7 separate regions of the Mus musculus genome follow, and regions 2, 3, 4, 5, 6 and 7 are each linked to region 1. The links are chromatin contacts, called in public HiChIP or PLAC-seq and promoter capture Hi-C maps. All regions are on one chromosome and are shown on one strand. The core of a region is the stretch at or near the end of the contact, and the rest is flanking DNA. Distances in the headings are between cores, read along the strand shown.

Region 1 (2,785 bases), core at 191-2,690:
CTTTTGAAATTCGTATTTGGCCAGGCGATGGTGGCGCACACCTCCCAGCACTTGGGAGGCAGAGGTAGGCAGATTTCTGAGTCTGAGGCCAGCGTGGTCTACAAAGTGAGTTCCAGGACAGCCAGGGCTACACAGAGAAACCCTGTCTTGAAAAAAAACAAACAGAGCAAGAGAGAGAGAGAGAGAGAGAGAGAGAGAGAGAGAGAGAGAGAGAGATTGAGATTCATATTTGTATGTGTGTGTGTGCGCGCGCGCATAAACATGCCACAGAATACTTGTAGAGGTCAAGAGGACAATTTACAGAAATCGGTTCTCTACTTCGATTATGTGGGACTCGGGGATTTAACTCAGGATGTCAGGCTCAGCCTTTTTACCTGCTGAGCCATCTCAATTCAATCCATAATCCTCATAATAAACCTTTAGAATCTATCCTCAATTTACACGTAGAAAATGCTCCAATTAAGCAGCATGTTCAAGTTCACCAGATACAAGTCATTTCTCAGACACCGGACTTCGGAGCAGCTGACTCTAAAACCCTCAAGCTCCTTCTGCAACTTGGTACAGTGAGAGAACTGCTCCAGGAGCTGCTCCCGGTCTGGTGTCCTGGCACTTCTAGTACACTTACAGTACCGAATGATCCCGTGACTTGCCCAAGTCCAGATCCTGATCATTTGCATCCTTAATTGCACACTTGATCATTTGCATCCTTAATTGCACACTCTATTCAATTCTGCAGCACTCCACTAGAAAAGTTTCCTGGCTGAGACTTAACTCAATGGTACAGCTCACGATGTGGAAGGCTCTGGATTTGATCTTCAGTGGGAGAGAAGAGATCGTTCTCTTTCACACTCTTTCCCACTTTCTAAAATCGTCATAACCACAGTCGTGAAAAGTGCCTTAAAACTTGTGTATTTTAATATCCTTAACGCATACTGCTCTGTATTAAGACATAGATGAAAATAAAAACTGCTGAGCTTCCTACATGTGCCTGCTCCAAGTTTTGAGGCTGCAGAGGCTTTGACTACAAAGCCACAGACAGCCCTCTCTCAGTGAAGCCTCTGCGGAAGCAAGCGTGTTTCCCGTTTCCATGGCAACCGTTGGCCCAAGCCAGTACCTCTTCCCGAAACGCTTCCCCAGCTCCACAATAGTACTACATCTCCGGCGCGTCACCACTCCCTACCCCAGCTTCTACTTCTAAATTTTGGTAAGACCTGGCATTTTAGGTCTCCTGATCGCTACCCGGCAAGAGCCTGCCCGGAACCTGCGTCCAGGCCAGGCCGGGGCGTGGCTTGCCGCAGCAGTCCCCGCCCATAGGCAGGCCGGAATTCCCGGCCTGGGGACCTACCATCTTATTGGTCTTTAATAGCAGTTGCTAGCAAATGAACAATATAGGTTCCCTATTAAAAAGTGACTCCTTCAGTTTGGATACAGTCTTTACCGGGAAACGGGCCAGCCCAGCGCTAGCCCCGAACCCCTACCCAACAGCCCCCAGCGTCCGCAGCCACCAGACACAGCACGTCTGTCGCGCTGTCGTCATCACGCCACGACGGAAGTCACTCGGGGCCCGGAGCCACGCCTTCTCGGCGCGCGGCCTTGGATACCTGGCGGCCTCTGGCCTCAGGTAAGGAGAGGTCGGGTTGTGCGGGCCGCCAGGTCGTTGGTCTGGCTGGAGACGATGACGGCCTCGCCATGCCGCTCTGGAGACCCCTAGGCCAGCCTTGTGGGAATCCCGAGGTCGGCAGAGGTAAACTGAGGACGCGGAAGTGGGCTGGGAACTGGTCCTGGCGATGATGTAGAATTTCTAGCTCCTCGGACTGCGCGGATTTGTCGTAGTCCTGTAGAATATGAAAAAACCTAGGATGGGGAGCCATCAAATCAGACTCAGCTATCGTTGCAACCACGCTTGGTGTTTTTCGTCACTTTGGCAAAATTTAGTATACCATGTTAGATTATTGAAGAAAAAATAAGAGAATGGTTGGGCAGTGCTACCCAAATATTGTTTCAATATTCTTATTATTACCGATTTTTAAACCTTATCCTATTCTTAGGGAAACTCATTTCTAATTCTAATAGGACAGGACCCCAGATCTACTGCTCCTTCAGAAGGAGGTGGTGGGGTTAAACTACAGTAAACTGTTACCTCGAAGTGTATTCTTCCGTTAAGAGCAATTCAGTACTCAGAGAAGGGTATTCACTTTTCCCAGAAATCTGCTCCCACCCCAAATACGTCTCAAAAGCAGAAAAATATAAATCTCAGTACTGTGATGTTTGGGTTCTTTGTGGCACCGTGTAGTAATAGGTCAATATCACTAACATGATCGTTGTGACGTTCTAATCAGGAAACTGGAGAAGGCAGAGTACAGCATTGTAGGTACACAAAATGAAAACAAGCATGTTCAAGTACAGCTCTGTTAGCCGGCTGTGATGGCACACACCTTTAACCCCAGCTTGGTCTACAGAGAGAGTGACAGTGCTACACAGGAGGAACACTGTCTCGAAAAACCATAAATAAATAAACAAAGAAAGAAAGAAAACCGGCTGGTGAGATGGCTCAGTGGGTAAGAGCACCTGACTGCTCTTCCGAAGGTCCAGAGTTCAAATCCCAGCAACCACATGGTGGCTCACAACCATCCGTAACAAGATCTGACTCCCTCTTCTGGTGTGTCTGAAGACAGCTACAGTGTATTTACATATAATAAATAAATAAATCTTTAAAAAAAAAAAAGAAAGAAAACAAGCAAAAAAATAGCCGTGTCATGTGAAGTCAACATGACAAAATGTTTTC
Region 2 (2,785 bases), core at 73-2,572, 460 kb after region 1:
AGATCCAGTGAGTCACTGCCAGTTCCCTCCCATTAATCAGCATCATGTCTTGGAACAAAACATTAGAATCCATGGCTACCCCTAAACAATTGGCGTGCCAGGCTGCTGGGCTCCTGGTTCATTAGGCCAGATACAGCAACATCTGCCATGTCTGCCTCCTCTGAGCTCATGAAAGGTGGCTGACCTGGAGATCTGGGCAGAAAACACCCACCAAAGAGATCTGGAACAACTACCACCCTTACACTCTATTCTTAGACCAGCCACTACGAGTGGGGAAGGATGAAGGTGGGCCAAGGACAGGGCTCTTCTTCCCTAGGTTCCAGTAGTTTCTCAGACGCCACCAAAGGGCCCATTACTAAAACCTTCACAGGCTTGACAAGGAAAGCCTCGTTAAAACCAAGGTCTGTCAGAAACCTGACTCAGTTGCCCAAAAGAGAAAACCGGGTTTGAAGTAGATTAACAAGAGAGGCAGATTGTCCACAAGCTGGAGACACTCACTAGTCTGAAGCATTAAGCTCACATGGATGGAGCAATTTCATCTTCCAAACTCCCTGTCTAGCTCCAACGGAGTGTTGTGCAATAAACTTACGATGTAAGTGTTTCTAAAGGACTAGGAAAGAAATAAGTGGAGTTTGAGAGATGTCCCAACGAGATCGGCTGGGGTTGTTTTCCTGGGTGACTGCCATGCACTTTAGAGTACTGAGAAAGTCCAAGGAGATCCAGGAGAAAGGTCACCAGAGTGAAAGGTTTCACGCTTGCTTCTACTAACATGGGGCAGGGATGGCAAAAGCTCTTGGGGTGGTGGGTGGGTCTAGAGGTGGTTCTTTAAGTCAACGGTGGGATTTTTGCCACAGTGGTTAAGAGAGGGGTGTCTGACTAGCCGGCAAGAGGAAGGTGACATCTCCCTGAACAGGACAGGGGCAAGCGCCTAACTCTGGGGGCGGGGGAATAGCCGCTCCAATGTACCCACTGTCACTTATAACCCACCCGTCACCGACTCGATCCTCCTATCGGAATGCTCACATACTAGGCGCGAATGTCACTTGCTTTCCCAGGGTCCCAGTGTCGCGACACGCGCGCGGACGCGCCTGTCAAGACAGGGCTCCCTCCCGATGACTCGCCTGCCCCAGCATCCAACTGGCTTCTTGGGGCGCGGGGGCCCGGAGCCCGATGCACTCACACGTTGAGGACGTTGCGCTTGTTGCTGAGGTAGCTCTCGGGCAGCGGGGACAGCTCCTTGACGACCGAGCCCGCCAGCATGGCGGCCACCAGCGCCCAGGGCAGGTGGCGCCGCACCGTCGCCCTCACCAGCGTCCCGCGGAGAAACCACGCGCAGCGCTCCAGGTGCTCCATGCCGGTCCTTCTCGGCTACCGTCCGCCTTCCAGAGCCTTCTCGGCCACCGTCTTACCCTTCGCCCGAGCTGGCACCACCACATCCCCTCTGGGCGCATGCGCGCTTCCTGCAAGCTCCGCCCCCTAGAGGGCGTGTCTCCCTCTAGTGGCCTTGATGGGTCTCTGCAGAGTGCAGGTCTGCATTTACCTGCGCCGCTTCCACTCATCGCCCCCAAGCTACTGGCTGAGATCACTGCAGGCTGCTCTTTGCCTGGGCAACCTGCTCCCCTCATGTTTGTGGGATGGGATTCTCGCTTTCTTTATCTGCAAAACAAACAAGAGACCCACCTTTCTTAAGAGCTAGTTTGGGAGTTCCGTATATTGGGTCAGTTATAGGGTTTTTCAGATGAAATTTCTTTGCAAAGTCATTAATAAATTTAAATCTTATTTACTTGTTTTGTTTTCAGACTGGGTTTCTCCAAGTAGACCTGGCTGACTTGGAACTCATTCTGTATAACCAGGGTGGCCTCGAACTCAGAGATCCCCTAAACTTGACCTCCAGAGTACTGAGATTAAAGTCATGTGCCACTTCGGGTTTTGAGACAAGTAAGGGCACTTGTTGCCAAACCAAATAACCTGGATTCAGTCCTTGGGATCCACATTGTGGAAGGCAACTCCCATAAGTTGCTCTCTCCACATTGTGGAAGGCAACTCCCATAAGTTGCTCTCTCTCTCTCTCTTTCTCTCTCTCTCACACACACACACACACTAAATAAATAAATAAATACAGATAAATAGATAAGTAAATAAATGTAAGAATGAATCAGCTGAAAAAAAAAAGGATGAATCAACTGTGTTGTTGACTGAACATCTTGGGCTCCCAAGGTTTGCAGAGCTCACATGAGGTACTGGTGACTCAGTCACTCAGTTTTGTCCCTTAGCTAAGCTCCTAGCCCGTAATGTTAGGTGTCAAAGTCAGGGCTTCCCAACCATGAGTTATTCCTTAGTGACTGTAGTTTATAGATTAGCACTTTAAAATCAAGGTGAAAACTCAAACCCATCACTTTCTAATTATTTTACTATGTTCTATTATTATTTATGTTCTTGTTTGTCTATTTTGAAACAGGATCTCTTACGTGACCCTGGCTGGCCTGGAACTCACTTTATAGAGAGGGCTGGTTTTGAACCTGTGTTGTCTTCCTGTCTCAGCCTCCCTCTTGGGTGCTGGGATTACAAGCATGTCCCATCACATCTGGTTTATCTATGCCTGAGCCTACCTGTATCCATTGTGCCTCCCGGGAACACCTCTGTGCTCTCTTCTCCCTTCTGTGATATCACACAGGAAGCTTGAAATCAGCCACAATAGAAGTATTTGCACTAAGGAAATTGGCAAGTGCTACAAATCAGGCCTGTGTTCTGTCATCACCTGTCTTCGTTGAGCTGTGACTCCATT
Region 3 (2,785 bases), core at 92-2,591, 420 kb after region 1:
TGTGAGGTGAAGTGTCCAGGACTCCGAAACAGCAAACAGTGAGGCCTGCTCTCCCAGTTACACTAACTCATAAGAGCAGGGTTCGACAAACGGGCTCACGAGACAGGGGTTCTTAGTAAAATTGGCCTACATAAGTACATTCTGTGACGTTTGCAGACATTGCCCAAGGATATATTTCTTATAACTTCTCCCACTCTTTAGGGGCCAGCAACTGTATTTTTCAACTACTATCTCGGGGTCCACTTCTCAAAGGTAAATTATGACATTAATAACATTCATATTCTGGGACTGAAGAGGTGGCTCAGCTATTAAGAACACTGGCTGTTCTTCCAGAGGACTGGTGTTCAAATCCACATGGTGTCTAACAACTGTAACTCCAATTCCAGGGGATCTGACACCTCTTCTGGCCTCCGAGGGCACTAGACATGCATCTGGCACCCAGACATATTCATGCAGACAAAAACACCCATACACATACAAATAAATAAATATCTAATAAAATATTTTCCAGGGGAAGCATGGGTATGCTTAGGTAACCTTACCTAAGTTCCAAAGAACATTTAAAATCTCCTACAGGAGAGGCACAAGGGCTGTCTACAGACTCCTACCTGGCTACATATCCTAGGGTAATGGTGTCACCTAGGATCCCACCAATGGTACCCCTCCTCACCTGGGAAAGTCATGTCTACATAGCTAAGACACATGATTCCTTTAAAGAGCTTGAGTTGCTGCTTGCAGGACTGCTGAATCACGAGCCAGTCCCGTCCTGTATGAAGCCAGCCTTGAGTTTGAATCTCAGCTCCACCAGTTAGCAGCTCTATGACCTTGAGCAAGGTCACTTCTCCTCTGAGCCTCCCTTTCTTCCTCTGTAAATCAGGCCAAAGGGGTAGACCGCTGGAAAGCCCTTAGTGCCTGTGCCTGGGCAGAGAGAAAGTGCCGATGTGGTTAACAAATTACAATTCATCCCCTTCTGCTGTTGGAAACCCTTTAGGAAGGGGAACATCAGAAAATGGAGTTTCAAATAAAGCTATCTCCAGACACTACTTGTGAAAAAGGGTTAACAGACCTCTATACTGCCATTTATCTAAACTAAGAAGTGTTTCCGCAAGATTGAGAGGCACAAATGCGTAATTATGGTGAAGTCTTTGGCAGGTGACTGACCAACTGTGAGCGCTCTGGGGGGCTTGGCCCGGGTTTCTGCAACCTTCCCTCCCTAGGGCCCTCAGGGAGGACCTCCAGCTGGGAGGAGGAGGAAAGAGCCCCGGGATCCCCTTGCCCCTCCTCCTGCACCCAGTGAGTAATGACATCGCGGGGAGGGGGAGGAGGAAGAGGGGCAGGCTCGAAGAGGCCATGTGATGCTGGGCGCCAGCGAGCCGCTGCCGAGCCGCCTCCTTCCTCCTTCCTCGGATCGCGGGCTGTCATGGCGACCCCCAACAACCTGACCCCCACCAACTGCAGCTGGTGGCCCATCTCGGCACTGGAGAGCGATGCAGCCAAGCCGGTGGAGACCCCCGACGCGCCCGAGGCATCCAGCCCCGCCCATTGGCCCAAGGAGAGCCTGGTTCTGTACCACTGGACCCAGTCCTTCAGCTCGCAGAAGGTAGAGCGGGCGCGGGGTGCGGACAGGCGACTGGGAGGGGACCGGAGAGAGAGGCAGGTAGCACCGGGGGTCCCCGGAGGGAACTGTCCTGAGGGGCCGCAGAGCCCTGCCCCAATGCCAGGAGCATCTCCTTAGGCCTCGTTTCCTCCTGGGGACACCTGAACAGAGAGACAAAGGCCGGGGACAGACCTGCCCTGCCGGCAAGCGGCCTGATGGGGCTGAGCAGAGGAAGCCTCACTTTAGGCCAGCTTTCATCCCATCCACTGTTCCAGACACTCTCGGGCCACAGCTCTGAGGCCCTCGTTCTAGCAGGGGTCTTCTTCAGTCAGGGACTTAGGAAGTCTTTCCTCCCGCCGTCACCCTTTCTCAAGAGCTGAGAAGGAAGGAGTTAACCCATCCCCTCAGAGCAGCTGGCTTGCCCATCAGATTTGTTTTGCTCTTAAAGGCACAGACCGGCTTTGGCTCCTTAGACCACTTAGAACACTCCCCTCCTTTCTAGGGTAGGGGCAGTTGAAAGTACACCTTAGTACTGTCACCGGGGTTTCCGCTTTGTAGGAGTGAGATTAGGCTCTGCGCCCAATACCTGGTGGTTCTAAGGGACTCAGTCTCCCACCCTGCCTGGGTAGCAGTCCTGTCTGTAGCCAGTGGGTTCAGCACCATGGCCAGAGCCCAGAACTCGTTCTAAGGCATAGCTGTTTGTTACCTGACTACCCCAGCTCCCCACCGCCCTGTCCCATGCCTTCATTTTACACATGGGGGCCGGCAAGTATTGCTGAAGATAAATGCTTGGGAAAACAAAGACTTGGATTTGTGTTTTGGTCCAGGTTAAGTTTTATAACCTGAAAAATGGGATAGTGATAGAGGTAATAATAGCCACCAGGAACTTGAACCCCTCAGTAGAGTTTCTGGAGGGGCTGTTTAAGGGGTGACACAACAGTACTCCAGGCTGGCTCTACTCACACCCCACTGTGCCTTGAAATCACTTCATGATCCTGGCTAAGACACAGCCTGCCAGAATCTGCCCCAGATGGCTGTTAGTCTAGAGGCCCACCTAGGTGATACTGAGAAAGTTGGGCTACCTATCACTCTTTGGTCTCCCAATTTAGAGTCCTTGAGTCTGAGATTAGCCAGGGAGAGCCCAGTGGGAGAACCATCTTCTTCGCTGGCCCACTATGAAGCTTTGGA
Region 4 (2,785 bases), core at 119-2,618, 380 kb after region 1:
ACAGGTAGATGTAAGCTGGGTAAATGCAAGAAGGGATGGGTGGGCTGGTGGATGGGATGGGTGAGTAGACGGATGAGTGAATGGGAGAAGGATGGATGGGTGGATGTGTGGGTGGAGGGATGGGTGGATGAAAGTTGGGTGGTTGGATGGATAGATGGATGGAGAAACGAATGAATAAACACTCTTATGATCTACCCCGTGAAAATTTTTTCATAGCAAAGTTGAGGCCAGCCCCCAGTTCTGCTAAAACACAAGCTAAAATCTAGCTGCTTACATACCTCGAGAGTAAAGAGAAGTGATTACATCCTATCAAGTGTCCATCTGTAGGACAGCCTTGTACTCTTCAGTCCTGCTGGTCCTCAAGAACTGCCTTAGTGCCCTACCTTTTCTGATAAGAAAATGGATACAGAGAGGCAGAGTAGCTTACCCAAAGCCACACAGGAACTATCACCTTAGACCATCTATTTCTTTGCCAACTACACTGCTGTTCCCCACCGTCCCTTCAGGACCCCCCTCAAGCTCTGCGGGATGAGCAAGACTCACCTCCGTCTGCGTAGGTCTCCGTGCCATAGCCGTCCTGTAGGCCGTTATTCCAAGTGCCCTCGTACTTGGCACCACTGTTTGTGCTCTGCCGGATTCCGTAGCGCCCCTTAAAGCCATGCGTCCACTCCCCCTTGTAGAGCCAGCGCCCCTTGGTCTCTATGCCAAGCCCATGTCGTTTGCCCTGGCTCCAATATCCCTCAAAGGTATTCCCACTGGGCCAGGTATAGACGCCTGCCACTTCAAAGCCAAAATTCCAGGAGCCCGAGTATTCACCCTGGCCCTTGGGGCCGGTGCACAGTCCGTGCCCGTGTGCCTTTCCCCCTTCCCAGCCCCCACAATACGCCCCGCCATCATCAAAGTCAAAGCGGCCCCCGCTCATCTCATCCTCGCTCCTGACAACTCCTCCGTCCTCCAGCTTGGGCGTAGGGGTACCTGATGTTCTCCAGGCACCTTCAGGTTGAGCCCCTAGACTCACCACCGGGCTAGAGGTGGAAAAAAGCAAGATGCCAACAGAGGCAGCAAAAGCCCAAAGGCCAAGTCAGCAGTGGGGGCGCTGGTCAGTGCCATGGCTGGGAGGCCTCCTCAGTCACCCCAACAAGGCAGCAACTTGAAAAGGAAGCCGACCGAAGAGACTCCAAGTTCCCACAAAGCGTCCCAGGTCCAGCTTCCATGGAGTCTGGTGTGCTCTCCTTAAGAAAAGCAACGAAAGGAGTTGAGGGGTCCTGTCTTTTCAAAGAGGGACAGTTCCCGGTTTAGCAGCCCAGCCGAGGCTAAATTGTCGCCACCCACCCTGAAGCAGCCGCTGGCCCCCTTCTCATCCACCCCAGTGGGCATGCGGCTCAGATCTCCCAGCTGCCCCGCCCCTTCTCCAGCCCTGCCTTCCTCCCAGGATAGAAAGGTCAGTGTTGCCCTAACAAGGCCATTGGATCTCAGAAGCTGCTCCCAAAATAACCCCCTGGCTGGCCCAGCCTCCTTCAGAGCCGGAGGGAGGGAGGGGGGCTTCCAATCCGCTGGGCCTGCAGACCCAGGCAGTGGCCCGAGGGGGCTGAGCAGGAAATCTGAGAACGAAGTGTGGACAGCTTAGCTACTTGGTGGCTTGCCTTCTTGTGGATCAGAGCTGCCTCCCATCTAGAAGTCCCCAGGTTCCGCAGGCAGGGAGAAGAGACGGAGACCAGCAGACCATCTTATCCAGGGCCACTTTGTATCCCCAGAGTTCAGGGGGTGGCAGACATGGGGCCCTACCACTTCGAGCATGCCGAGGCAGGACCTGGGGCTTTGGTCCCTCTGCCAATCCCATTGAAGAATCCAGTGACCTACAGAGAAAGGAATGGAGGACGGTTGCACATATGCCTTTGAAAGCAGAGTGGAACTCAGAATGATCAGAGAGGGTCTAACCAGGGTGCAAACGCAAACAAGCAGGCATTCTGGGCTTACATTTTCTACCCCAGCCCTAGCTCAGAAAACTGGGGGAGAACCCTGATAAAGGGAACTAGTTCAGGAGGCAGGGGATATGGATCAGTTGATAAAGTACTTGTCATGCATTCGAACCCCAGAACCCATGAGAGGGGGTTGGGGGAGTGTAAAGCACTTCTAGGGCTGACAGTCCTCAGCCAAGACCACGGTGTCTTCATTGTCTTGGAGATGTATTTCTTCTTACTAGAAGTTGGTGGAGACCTGGGTGCTAGAAATTCACCAAAGCCTTTTGCTCCTGCCACAGGAGCCGCTGAAGCCTGGCCTTATGTGCTCTTAAGGAGCTGGGGCAGAAGCAAGCTTGGGAAGGGGAATATTGCAAAAATAACGATCCTGAATATTTCTAAAATGAATCTCACTCCACCACAGCCCACAGCCTGTGTGAGGAGTGCAGAGGGGAGGAAAGTCTCCTTCCTGCTCATGGAAGTGTGTGTGTGTGTGTGTGTGTGTGTGTGTGTGTGTGTGCGTGTGTGTGTGTGTTCATAACATGGCTGGAATGGAGGAAGGTTAGAAATCACCGAAGAAAGAAAGAAAGAAAGAAAGAAAGAAAGAAAGGAAGGAAGGAAGGAAGGAAGGAAGGAAGGAAGGAAGAAAGAGACAAAGAAAGAAACAAGGAAACAAAGAAAGAAACAGGAAACAAAGAAAGAAAAGAAGAAACTAAAAGAAAAAAGCTGAGGTCCAAGGGAGCGTGAGACAGTTATCTGACTTCTACCACGTCTGTCTGACGCATTCCCAAATCCCATGATGGTTTTGGCCACTGAACGTCACTGCA
Region 5 (2,785 bases), core at 181-2,680, 320 kb after region 1:
GACACCTGCTTGGCACTGCAGAAAGACAGGTCCTGCCATCCTCAGTGGAACTCCTGGCACTGGATGGAGACAACACCAGTCATCAGAAGACGTCCAAGGCTGAGCCACAAGAAGGGCAGGGCTCAAGCCCCTGCTCTGCCTCCCTCCTGTTCCCTGCTGGCCCTCCCATCCTGTCCCTTCCCTGCTGTCTTCTTGGGCACTTGGATTCTTTGGACCCTCAAAGTCCTAAGTGCCTGAAGAAAAGCCCCTCAGGTGCCCAGTAACTTGAAGAACCCCCAGAACTCAGCATCAGACCCTGTGAGGCTAACGCTGCCAGAGACAGAACAAGGACTTCCCCACTCCTGGGCCTGCCTAGAAACTGCTATGCCACACTAAGCCAGGATCAAAGCAGGAGGTCTCTTGAGGAACCTCCTCAGGAGGCAAGATGCAGTGTGGCCAAGCTCCAGACTCAAGTTGTAAGGTTTGTCCCAGCAGCAGGAACATCCTCACACCAGCGAGGGCTACTGTCCTTTAGCCTGAGCCCAAATTCTACCCTAGAAAGGAAACAGAGCCAACTAAGGGCATGTGGAGGGACAGGAAACTGAAGGTGGTGGCGGTTCAACTGGGAGAGATGGGGTTGAGTATTTGGGATGCAAGGAGTATCACACCTGTACACTAGGGGGTGGGCTTTACCTAGCAGCCCAGTACCAAGTACCAAGCCCCACCACCCTGGTTTCCAGGCTGCATCCTCTGGCCATACCTGGTAGATGAGGGTCAAGTCAGGAGGTGAACAAATAGGATAGCCAGGCCGATGTTCAGCAAGATCACCATACAGATGAGGACGGTGTTGGGTACCTGAAGGCATGGAGAAAGTCCGCCTGAGTCCCCACGACCTCTAGACAACCCCAGACCCCCAACAAGATTACAAAGCTGGGCAAAGAAGCCAGGGCTTATGGAAGTTTCTTCCTAAAAACATCCCTGGTTTGTCCACAGTTGGACCCTGCACCCAGGAGAGCAGAAAGAATTCTTGAAACTAATTAACCCAATCTTCCATCTGGAACTGCATCATTCACTTTAAAAGCTAGCTTTTGCTCTTTGCTGCTGAGTTTGGTTCCTGGACCCCATTAGAGGCTGGGGGCTCAAGCTCTGTTGGAATCTTCCTCCACTCTATCCCACCCCAGCCCCCAAACCTCCTGAACCTCCTGAGGTGGCTGGTGAGCTAGCCTATGCCACAGATTTCGCAGGCGCAGTCTACAGCTCAGGCTCGCAGTTTGCCCTTGTCCTGTTCTGCCTCCAGTCCCACAAGTTACCCCCAACTTCACGTGCGCACACAATCCCCGCCCGGAGCTGCCAGGACCTCAAAGACTCGCCTCTGCCCGCAGCCTCACCTCCTCCACCTCCACCTCGGCCTCCTTCGCCTGCGCCACTTCCTTACGGCCCTTCTTCTTGGCACCGGCCTTGCTCAGTCCTCGGGCCTCTGTCTTGCGCGCCTTGGCCTTGGGCTCTGCTTTGGGGACGATGGGCTTGGGCTCCAGAGTGGCTTGCTTGGCAGGCACCGGGCTTCGCGGCGCAGGGGGCTCCTCCTCCGGGACGGTGGCGGAGACGGGGGACGGGGGCGCCGAGTCGGATCGCCGGACCTCGGGCTCGGGCTCCGGCTCGGGCTCCTGCTCATCCTCCAAGGGCGGAGGCTCGGGTGGCCCGGTGCGCACGGCGTAGCTATGGTAGCCGCGGTACATTGCTACCTCGGGCTCCTGCGAGGGCGCGGGCGGCGGCTGCAGCGCCTCGATGGCCATGTGCTCCGAGGCGGGGCGCGCGGGGCTGCGACGACCGGCGCCATCCGACGGCGTGGCGGGCCGGCTGCCCTCTCCGCCGGGCTCCCCGTTCCAGGAGCCTGGACTCAGCAGGCCGTCCTTTGACGCTCCGGGCCGGGGCCTCTTGGGTTGCGGGGGCGTCCCGGCCGGAGACGGGGGTCCGCCCTCGGGCTGCGGGGTCTCGCGCTCATGCAGCTGCGGGCTTTCCCGGGGCCGCTCCGGGAGGCCGGTGCCCAGACCCCGCTCTGGGGGCTCCAGCAAGCTCTCAGAGTTCTCCAGGATCTCCTGGAGCAGCCGACGCTTCTGATACTCCGGACCTGCCGGGGACAACAGAGAGGTAGGCTTCGAACCCACAGCCTGCCGGGCCGTCCTGGGCCAGCAGGGTAGCCTCTATGAGCTACGTTCATTTATTCGGCTGTCACTCACTGCACGGAGGATCAGACTGGTGGAGCAGACAGTTTTAATAACTCTGTGAGGTAGGTGAGATTGTGAATTCTGTTGCACAGAGGAAAAGGAGACCCAGGGAGGTAAAATAATTTGTCCAACACCACACAGCAAAGGGCCAAGATAATGTGCTTAGCTGGTCTCTTTCCATCCTTATGTAAGAAAAAAAAATGGGCTTAATCACACTGTTGGAAGGTGGAGTTTTTGTTTTGTTTTGTGTTTTGGGGTTTTTGTTTATTTTTGCAAAAGCCACTACTGCAATAGTCACCCAACGCAGGCTAGAGTCCTGCGTCCTTCGACCAGCAGGGGGCACACTGTGACCAGAAGACTCACCTGCTGCATCACAGATGGGCCACTTGGATAATGAGCTGCAGCCAGAATGGTGTTTCCAAAGCACTTAGCATGTCGCTCACTTAAAATCCCTCGGACGCCAATCTCTACGCTCAGTAGCCAGCTCAGCTCTGCCAAGCACAGTCTGTGTCGCAGCCCCTAGTCTCTTTACTCAATTCACCCCCTGCTGCCTGTTGTACCATCTAGCTTCCTGAATGCCA
Region 6 (2,785 bases), core at 199-2,698, 290 kb after region 1:
ACGGTGTTCTGCCTCACAGTGATAAGACTTAGAATGTTTCCAACGTAGGGCATTTACAAGATGATGATGATGAGGAGGAGAATGATGATGATGATGGTGATAAATTTAGGTACCTTTAATATCAGCAAGATAATGATTCACAAAATCAGGAATACGGGGTTGAAGAATTCCGCCACAAGTAGCTGAGAAGAAAGCTATAAGATGCCTTAACAAGCTACAGCCAGTTTGCACTAGAGGAAATCATGCCAATTTCTCGTTTAAAACTTAAAAGCTAGGAATGGTAGTGCACACCTATAATTCAAGAGGCTGAGGAGTGATGACAGAGAGTTTAAAGTCACCTGGACTGTATGGTAAGACCCTGCCTAAAAGAAGAACAAACAAACAGAAATCCACAAAGAAGAAATGGCGTGTATATATTGTAGGTAGACAGCGGGAGCTGCTTAGGGACTTAAAACTTGCCACACAGTTAAGGAAGCTGGCTTGCTGAGCCTGTATGTCGGGTTTGTGACTGATGTGCTAACGCAGATCCCAATGTATTGAGAAGAGCGTTGGGGACCAGCATTCGCCCATACGCTGTTTGCATGATGCGCATCTGAAACCGTGTGGGATGAGAACAAAACCGTATGGAAACCATGACAACGGCTGATAGAAAAGGATGGAAGGCAGAGACAGTCACCGGAGCCAAGATGCTTTCTTGAATAAGATGCAGCTGTCATGAAGACAGGGCATTCTGGGATGTCTAAGCACTGAGCGACTTCACATGGCGTACCTGAAGCAAACCCGTTCACGCCAAATGCCCCGAAGAACTGATGGAGAACTGATAGAAACACGGGGCGGATGGAGGGCTTTAGCTCAGTTTTCTCTGTCTCACAGCTGATGTCAAAACAGGACATTCAATAGACACGGAGGTTTTTTTTTTTTATATGTAGCACAGTGAATATTATTTCAATTAGTTTTTTTTTTCCAGTGCTAGGAATCAAACCCAGAGCATCATGCATGCAGGGCAAGCTCTCTACCCTGAGCTACTCTCTCACCCCCCAAGCCCACATTATTTTAGTTTTACATGAAAAAAAAAATTGTTTTTTGCAAGATGTGTTTTCTGTCCTAAGTGAAGCCTTGACATGTCCCAAAAATGAAACTGGAGGATTCATGTTCCCCGACAGCAATAACAATAGGACACAGTCCATTAAAACACTCTTCCCTGAGAGTAAAAGACAAACTCCAGTCTTCATCTTTGAGGAACATGGCCAGGGCATAGCTGAGCTTTTCCTCAAGGAAAGCATCCCCGTGGAGATCAGAGCTGCTCAACCTGAACACACACAAGGCTTTGCTTTGGGGGCAAGGATGGAGGGCAGCCAGCCCACGTACTGTAGAGTTGAACAGCTTCCTCTGCCAGTACCTCCAGGAGACAGGAGCATGCCCCCAGTGGTGAGATGGAAACTGTCTGTGTAGACACCCTCAGATGCTCCCTCCTGGTGAAGTGGCTCCCGCCTGAACCCTTGACCTAGATCTAGATGGTACCAAAGAAGGCAAACACGAGATAAATTGCTTAATTTGAAAACGCTGTATCAAAAATATCCCGTGACGCATGAAGTGACTGTTACGGGACAGGAGGTCAGGGTGCAGGAAGGATCGGGGAAGCTGCTGAACTGAATTTTTAATGAAGGACTGCTTCTTCTGATGCCCACAGGCACTGAACACGCATGGTGTACAGACATACATGAAGGTAGTATATCCGTACACATAAAGTTCTACAAATCTCAAAATAGTAACAGCAAACATAGGGGGTCTGGAGAGCTGGCTCGGCAGATAAAAGGCCCTCCCCTTCAAAGGTTGACCTCTGACCTCCATAGGTAAACATATACACCTACAAACACATACGTACATACATACAAAGATGGTGTTTTAATCATGGCTTTATTGTGGAAAACAGATTTAACATTTTCCCACCATCTTCCTGGGCGTTTAGTATATCTTTGTATTCCCGTTTTTTTGTTGTTTTTTGGGGTTATTTTTTAGAATGTTTGATTTTTTTTTTAATTGATATTTGAGTTGCTAAAGTGTTTCATAAGAGGTTGTTTAGTGAATTTTGGCTTGGGGTTAGGACAGGATTTCCAACCCCATCTGAGATGGCGCTAAGCAGACTTCTGCCAGTCTGAGCTCTGTACTGATGCCAAGCAGAGTTTCAGCATCAATGATTATGGAACTCAAAATATCGATCAACTCTGAGAAATGTTAAAGATGTTCTCCATCCCGCATTCCAGACTTTAGCCAAGATTTAATTCTTCATGCAAACGTAATTAAGCATACCCACTTCATTAGCATGCGCATTTGCCTGCGTCTTACTGTGTACCAAAGACTTGTTTTCCAATAACTTCCCCAAAGGTTTCTCAGCAGTAAGTGTTTGATTTGCGTGCTTATTTTATTCTGCTGTATACCCCGAGCCACGTAAACGTTTCTTGGATGGTAAAAGGGTCACAAGTTTTAAAGCCCTGACGAGTGAAGCTCATCTGAGGTTAGAGAGCCAAAATGGAGAAGGTTATCTGAAGAATACGACCAATGTTAGTCAGTAACCGGTACCTGCTGCATCAACCAGATGCAGCCACAACCCAGAAAGTACATTTGGGAGGACTTTGCTACAGGTAAAGATCTGATGATATCTGGGTTCCAAAGAAAGCTTTAACAGAGTCTCAGAAGTACAAACGGCACACGGTACAGACAGTCACCGTTTCTGTGACTCAAAATTCAAGATGAAGCAAAGAGAAGCAAAATTAGCCGCTTAGAA
Region 7 (2,785 bases), core at 180-2,679, 260 kb after region 1:
ATATTCCCTAGCTAACTCTGAGCAGACTCAGGGGCGTCCCTGGCTAACTCAGTGAGCAGACTCAGGGACATCTTGGGCTAACTCTGTGAGCAGACTCAGGGTGTTGTTATGTTGCTTCGAAGCTGACAGATGCAGCCTCCTGCTTCTAAAGAATGCTGTGCATGTTCAGTTAGCGGTGGGGGGTCTGTGTACCTGGAAGAGACCCCTGACTCAAATGAGGGTGGCAATAGCTTCATATGAGTGTGATAAAGGAAACACAATCTCTATGGAGTACCAAGCAAGACTCGAATGCCTTACTGGCCTCATCTGCCCAAGGGTATCACTAACAGCCCTGACAGGGGCTTTGAGTGTTGGTGGAGGCTCAGCCGAGCAGAGCGCAGCAGAGCAGATGACTCTTGGAGCTGCCTTATGCCTCCTCTGAGGAACTGGGCACAAGACAGACCTGTACTTTGTGAATGAAAATGCTACCTTGTTCTCAGTCCCTGCATCTACCTCCCAGTTCTACCAGGCTGCAGGTAGTACAGAGGACACCCAGATGCCAGGTGCCTTGGGTGTTGTCCCCACCCAGATGCCCCCAAGAGGCCATCTCTGGAGAAGTAGGTGAGACTTTGATCTTTGGTGACCATTTTCATAAATGCCAAGACCCCATAGCTCTGACCCCACCCATAGCTCTGACCCCAGAGGCCATCAATCCCCTCTGGTCCCGTTTGATTGCTAGGTCCCACGGGCACATGGATCCATCCATCCATCCCTTCTCCTGAAGCTGTCGGTATTATGTACAATACTGGAACCAGACCCCTTTACAAAATTAAATATGCTCAGGGCTTTCTCCCACAACTTCCATGTCTTAACTGATTAAACATTCATTTCCAAGACAAAAAGAGTCAATTTAGTATGAAAGCTATATTTTGCCGGTTTAATTTAAAGCGCCGCACCTCCATCTGACCTCTATTTTCATAACTCAATAATTTTATCCTATGTTGATTGTTTCATTTTGAGCGAGATATTGTATTTATAAATCAGTCTCTAAAATGCCCAAAGAAAGTCGGAGGGTGGAATTTATTAAGCTTCTCGCGGAGTCTGAGATCACTTCTTCTGGAATTGTTCAGGGTTGCTGTATGCTGAGGGGAAGGGGTCTGCCAGGAAGGGGCGGGACTTGATGTTCTACCACGAGGGAAAATCCAGCTTGGGGTGGGGGTGGGGGGAACCAGAGCTGCGGGGGCGGGGGGGGGGGGGGAAGCAGAGGCGGGGGGGGGGGGACCCGGGGGGGGGAACCCGGGGGGGGGGCGGGCGGGGGGAGCAGAATCACAATGGAGTCTGGCAGTGAGGAATCTGGGGCTTTCCCAGGCTGCGACCTTGCGGCACTGGAATGGTGTAGTCCCATCTCAGTCCACAGTACAGGGTTCAGGGGCAGGACGCCGGTCCCTCAAACATTCTCTTTGAGGCCTCTGTGTTCCTGTCCTTGGTGTGGAGACTGGAGGTTGATGTTTGGTGCCCGCCTTAATCACTGTCCACTTTGTTTTTTAAGTTCCATATGTGTTTGTTTCTATGGATATGAATGTTTGTTGGCGTGTATGTCTGTGCACCACGTAGGTGTGGTGCCCTTGGAGGCCAAAAGAGGACGTCAGATCCCCCAGGACTAGAGGTAGAGACGGTTGTGCGACAAACGCTGCTGAGAATCAAACGGAGGTCCTTTGGAAAGAGCAGCCAGCGCTCTCAGCCTCTGAGCTCACTGATTAAGGCTAGCAGGGTTGGTCAGAGTACTGGGGAACCTCCCATCTCTGCCTTCAGGAACTAAAGGCACAGAGAGTCCAAGCTTTTTATGTGGGTGTTGGGGCTACAAATTCAGGTCTTCATGCTTACGTGAAGCACGCACGTTTTGCTCACGAAGCCATTTTTCCAGCCCCTGCTTTGAGAGATTTCTTGGAACTTAGGCAAGCCCATCCTCCCCCAGCCTCAGTTTTCCCATCTCTGGGCTGGGCTTAGGATCTCAGCTTTGATGAAATGGCATGACTGCATTACCAGTTTCACTGTACTAGACAAGCACATGGGTAGGAGGTGATAGAATTCCCAGTGTTCCTACTATATATGCCAAGTCGTTGGGAGCCTATTCAAACTAAAATCAAGTCCCGGGTGCTGAGTTTTAGACCCTTTGTGCTCTAGTCTCTGTTCCAACATGTTTGCAGAGCTCGGCAGTTCTCTCAGGACACTAGGGCTACTGGCCAGACCCGGGGACTCCCAACTCAGGTGAAGGGCCTTTGCAGGCCAGTATCATGCAGTAGTCGTTAGATGCAGCACTGAAATCTATTTGCACGCTTGCTTTATATTTTCTCATGAGAGAACCTACACACAGCCTTGGGTTGGGCTTGCCTGGGGATGGTAAATCCCAACTGCAGGTCCTTATAGACCTTCTAACACTCCTCTGCCCCTGCTGCTGCATGCCCCTCCCTGCCAGGGCTTCTTCCTGCTCAGGGCTCCTCTGGCCCTGCCCCCAGGCTCAGTCTACCCTCTTTGATGGGTTGACACACTGGCTATCTCCCTCAGAGTCTGAGGCACAAAGACCAAAGATCTCCCAACTCAAACTTTTGTCCCTAACATTTCTTAATGACATGGCAGTAAGGCCAATTGTTTTTCTTACTTTTAAAAAATTATTTATTTGTTTTTTATTTTATGCACATTGATGTTTTGCCTGCATGAATATCTGTGTGACGTGTGTAACGTCTGGAGCTGGGGTTACAGACAGTTGTGAGCTGCTGTATGGGTGCTGAGAATTTGAACCCAGGTC

Evidence for each region. Promoter capture Hi-C pulls out the DNA fragments that hold promoters and counts their contacts. HiChIP or PLAC-seq counts read pairs in DNA pulled down with a chosen protein or histone mark. Capture Hi-C pulls out chosen DNA fragments and counts their contacts.
Region 2: a promoter capture Hi-C map of adipose tissue shows a contact between it and region 1. The contact joins the promoter of 2310001K24Rik here to the promoter of Ift52 in region 1. A contact is called at or near these places in 8 of 39 promoter capture datasets (the C10 cell line, cranial neural crest, erythroid cells and 3 more), 1 of 484 Hi-C or Micro-C datasets (regulatory T cells) and 2 of 9 other capture datasets (adipose tissue and liver).
Region 3: a promoter capture Hi-C map of pancreatic islet shows a contact between it and region 1, with 4 times the contacts expected there. The contact joins the promoter of Gdap1l1 here to the promoter of Ift52 in region 1. A contact is called at or near these places in 11 of 39 promoter capture datasets (the C10 cell line, the HPC-7 cell line, cranial neural crest and 8 more), 8 of 115 datasets of contacts at active chromatin or transcription factors (the SCID.adh cell line, astrocytes, bone marrow-derived macrophages and 5 more) and 3 of 9 other capture datasets (adipose tissue, liver and pancreatic islet).
Region 4: a contact with region 1 is called in a promoter capture Hi-C map of liver, with 6 times the contacts expected there. The contact joins the promoter of Jph2 here to the promoter of Ift52 in region 1. A contact is called at or near these places in 22 of 39 promoter capture datasets (the 3T3-L1 cell line, 3T3-L1-derived adipocytes, the C10 cell line and 14 more), 6 of 484 Hi-C or Micro-C datasets (the C2C12 cell line, the HPC-7 cell line, embryonic stem cells and 3 more), 11 of 115 datasets of contacts at active chromatin or transcription factors (the 230-238 cell line, the SCID.adh cell line, craniofacial prominence and 8 more) and 2 of 9 other capture datasets (adipose tissue and liver).
Region 5: an H3K27ac HiChIP or PLAC-seq map of trophoblast stem cells shows a contact between it and region 1, with 3 times the contacts expected there. The contact joins the enhancer-like site here to the promoter of Ift52 in region 1. A contact is called at or near these places in 11 of 39 promoter capture datasets (the 3T3-L1 cell line, the C10 cell line, the HPC-7 cell line and 7 more), 17 of 484 Hi-C or Micro-C datasets (B cells, the C2C12 cell line, the G1E-ER4 cell line and 7 more), 22 of 115 datasets of contacts at active chromatin or transcription factors (the 230-238 cell line, DN3 thymocytes, the SCID.adh cell line and 17 more) and 3 of 9 other capture datasets (adipose tissue, liver and pancreatic islet).
Region 6: a contact with region 1 is called in a promoter capture Hi-C map of liver. The contact joins the enhancer-like site here to the promoter of Ift52 in region 1. A contact is called at or near these places in 6 of 39 promoter capture datasets (the C10 cell line, cranial neural crest, frontonasal cranial neural crest and 3 more), 1 of 484 Hi-C or Micro-C datasets (nephron progenitors) and 5 of 115 datasets of contacts at active chromatin or transcription factors (the SCID.adh cell line, embryonic basal ganglia, embryonic limb bud and 1 more).
Region 7: a promoter capture Hi-C map of embryonic stem cells shows a contact between it and region 1. The contact joins the enhancer-like site here to the promoter of Ift52 in region 1. A contact is called at or near these places in 2 of 39 promoter capture datasets (cranial neural crest and embryonic stem cells), 1 of 484 Hi-C or Micro-C datasets (the HPC-7 cell line) and 2 of 9 other capture datasets (adipose tissue and liver).

The regions. Positions count from the first base shown.
Region 1 is chr2:163,015,913-163,018,697 of GRCm38.p6, forward strand. Ift52 (intraflagellar transport 52) reads left to right here and starts at 1,441. Exons shown (of 13, transcript NM_172150.5): 1 at 1,441-1,621.
Region 2 is chr2:163,471,223-163,474,007 of GRCm38.p6, forward strand. It overlaps 2310001K24Rik (RIKEN cDNA 2310001K24 gene), which reads left to right and starts at 1,323. Exons shown (of 1, transcript NR_028122.1): 1 at 1,323-1,781. Fitm2 (fat storage-inducing transmembrane protein 2) reads right to left here and starts at 1,407. Exons shown (of 2, transcript NM_173397.4): 1 at 1,181-1,407. The coding sequence starts at 1,353.
Region 3 is chr2:163,437,126-163,439,910 of GRCm38.p6, forward strand. Gdap1l1 (ganglioside-induced differentiation-associated protein 1-like 1) reads left to right here and starts at 1,342. Exons shown (of 6, transcript NM_144891.2): 1 at 1,342-1,600. The coding sequence starts at 1,421.
Region 4 is chr2:163,396,605-163,399,389 of GRCm38.p6, forward strand. Jph2 (junctophilin 2) reads right to left here and starts at 1,369. Exons shown (of 6, transcript NM_021566.2): 1 at 544-1,369. The coding sequence starts at 922.
Region 5 is chr2:163,337,866-163,340,650 of GRCm38.p6, forward strand. It overlaps Jph2 (junctophilin 2), which reads right to left. Exons shown (of 6, transcript NM_021566.2): 4 at 1,368-2,107; 5 at 740-834; 6 at 1-59. The coding sequence ends at 754. Among named protein-coding and RNA genes, the nearest start is that of Gm35750, 17 kb to the right of the region's middle. Within about 2 kb of position 1,431, at least 16 of the 459 cell types and tissues checked have an H3K27ac peak or open chromatin away from gene starts, as enhancers often do. A contact at or near this core is called in differentiating embryonic stem cells and trophoblast stem cells, where this site is marked.
Region 6 is chr2:163,308,938-163,311,722 of GRCm38.p6, forward strand. All of the region lies in intron 3 of Tox2 (TOX high mobility group box family member 2), which reads left to right. Among named protein-coding and RNA genes, the nearest start is that of Gm35750, 46 kb to the right of the region's middle. Within about 2 kb of position 1,449, at least 10 of the 459 cell types and tissues checked have an H3K27ac peak or open chromatin away from gene starts, as enhancers often do. A contact at or near this core is called in liver, where this site is marked.
Region 7 is chr2:163,279,727-163,282,511 of GRCm38.p6, forward strand. All of the region lies in intron 3 of Tox2 (TOX high mobility group box family member 2), which reads left to right. Among named protein-coding and RNA genes, the nearest start is that of Gm35750, 75 kb to the right of the region's middle. Within about 2 kb of position 1,430, at least 7 of the 459 cell types and tissues checked have an H3K27ac peak or open chromatin away from gene starts, as enhancers often do.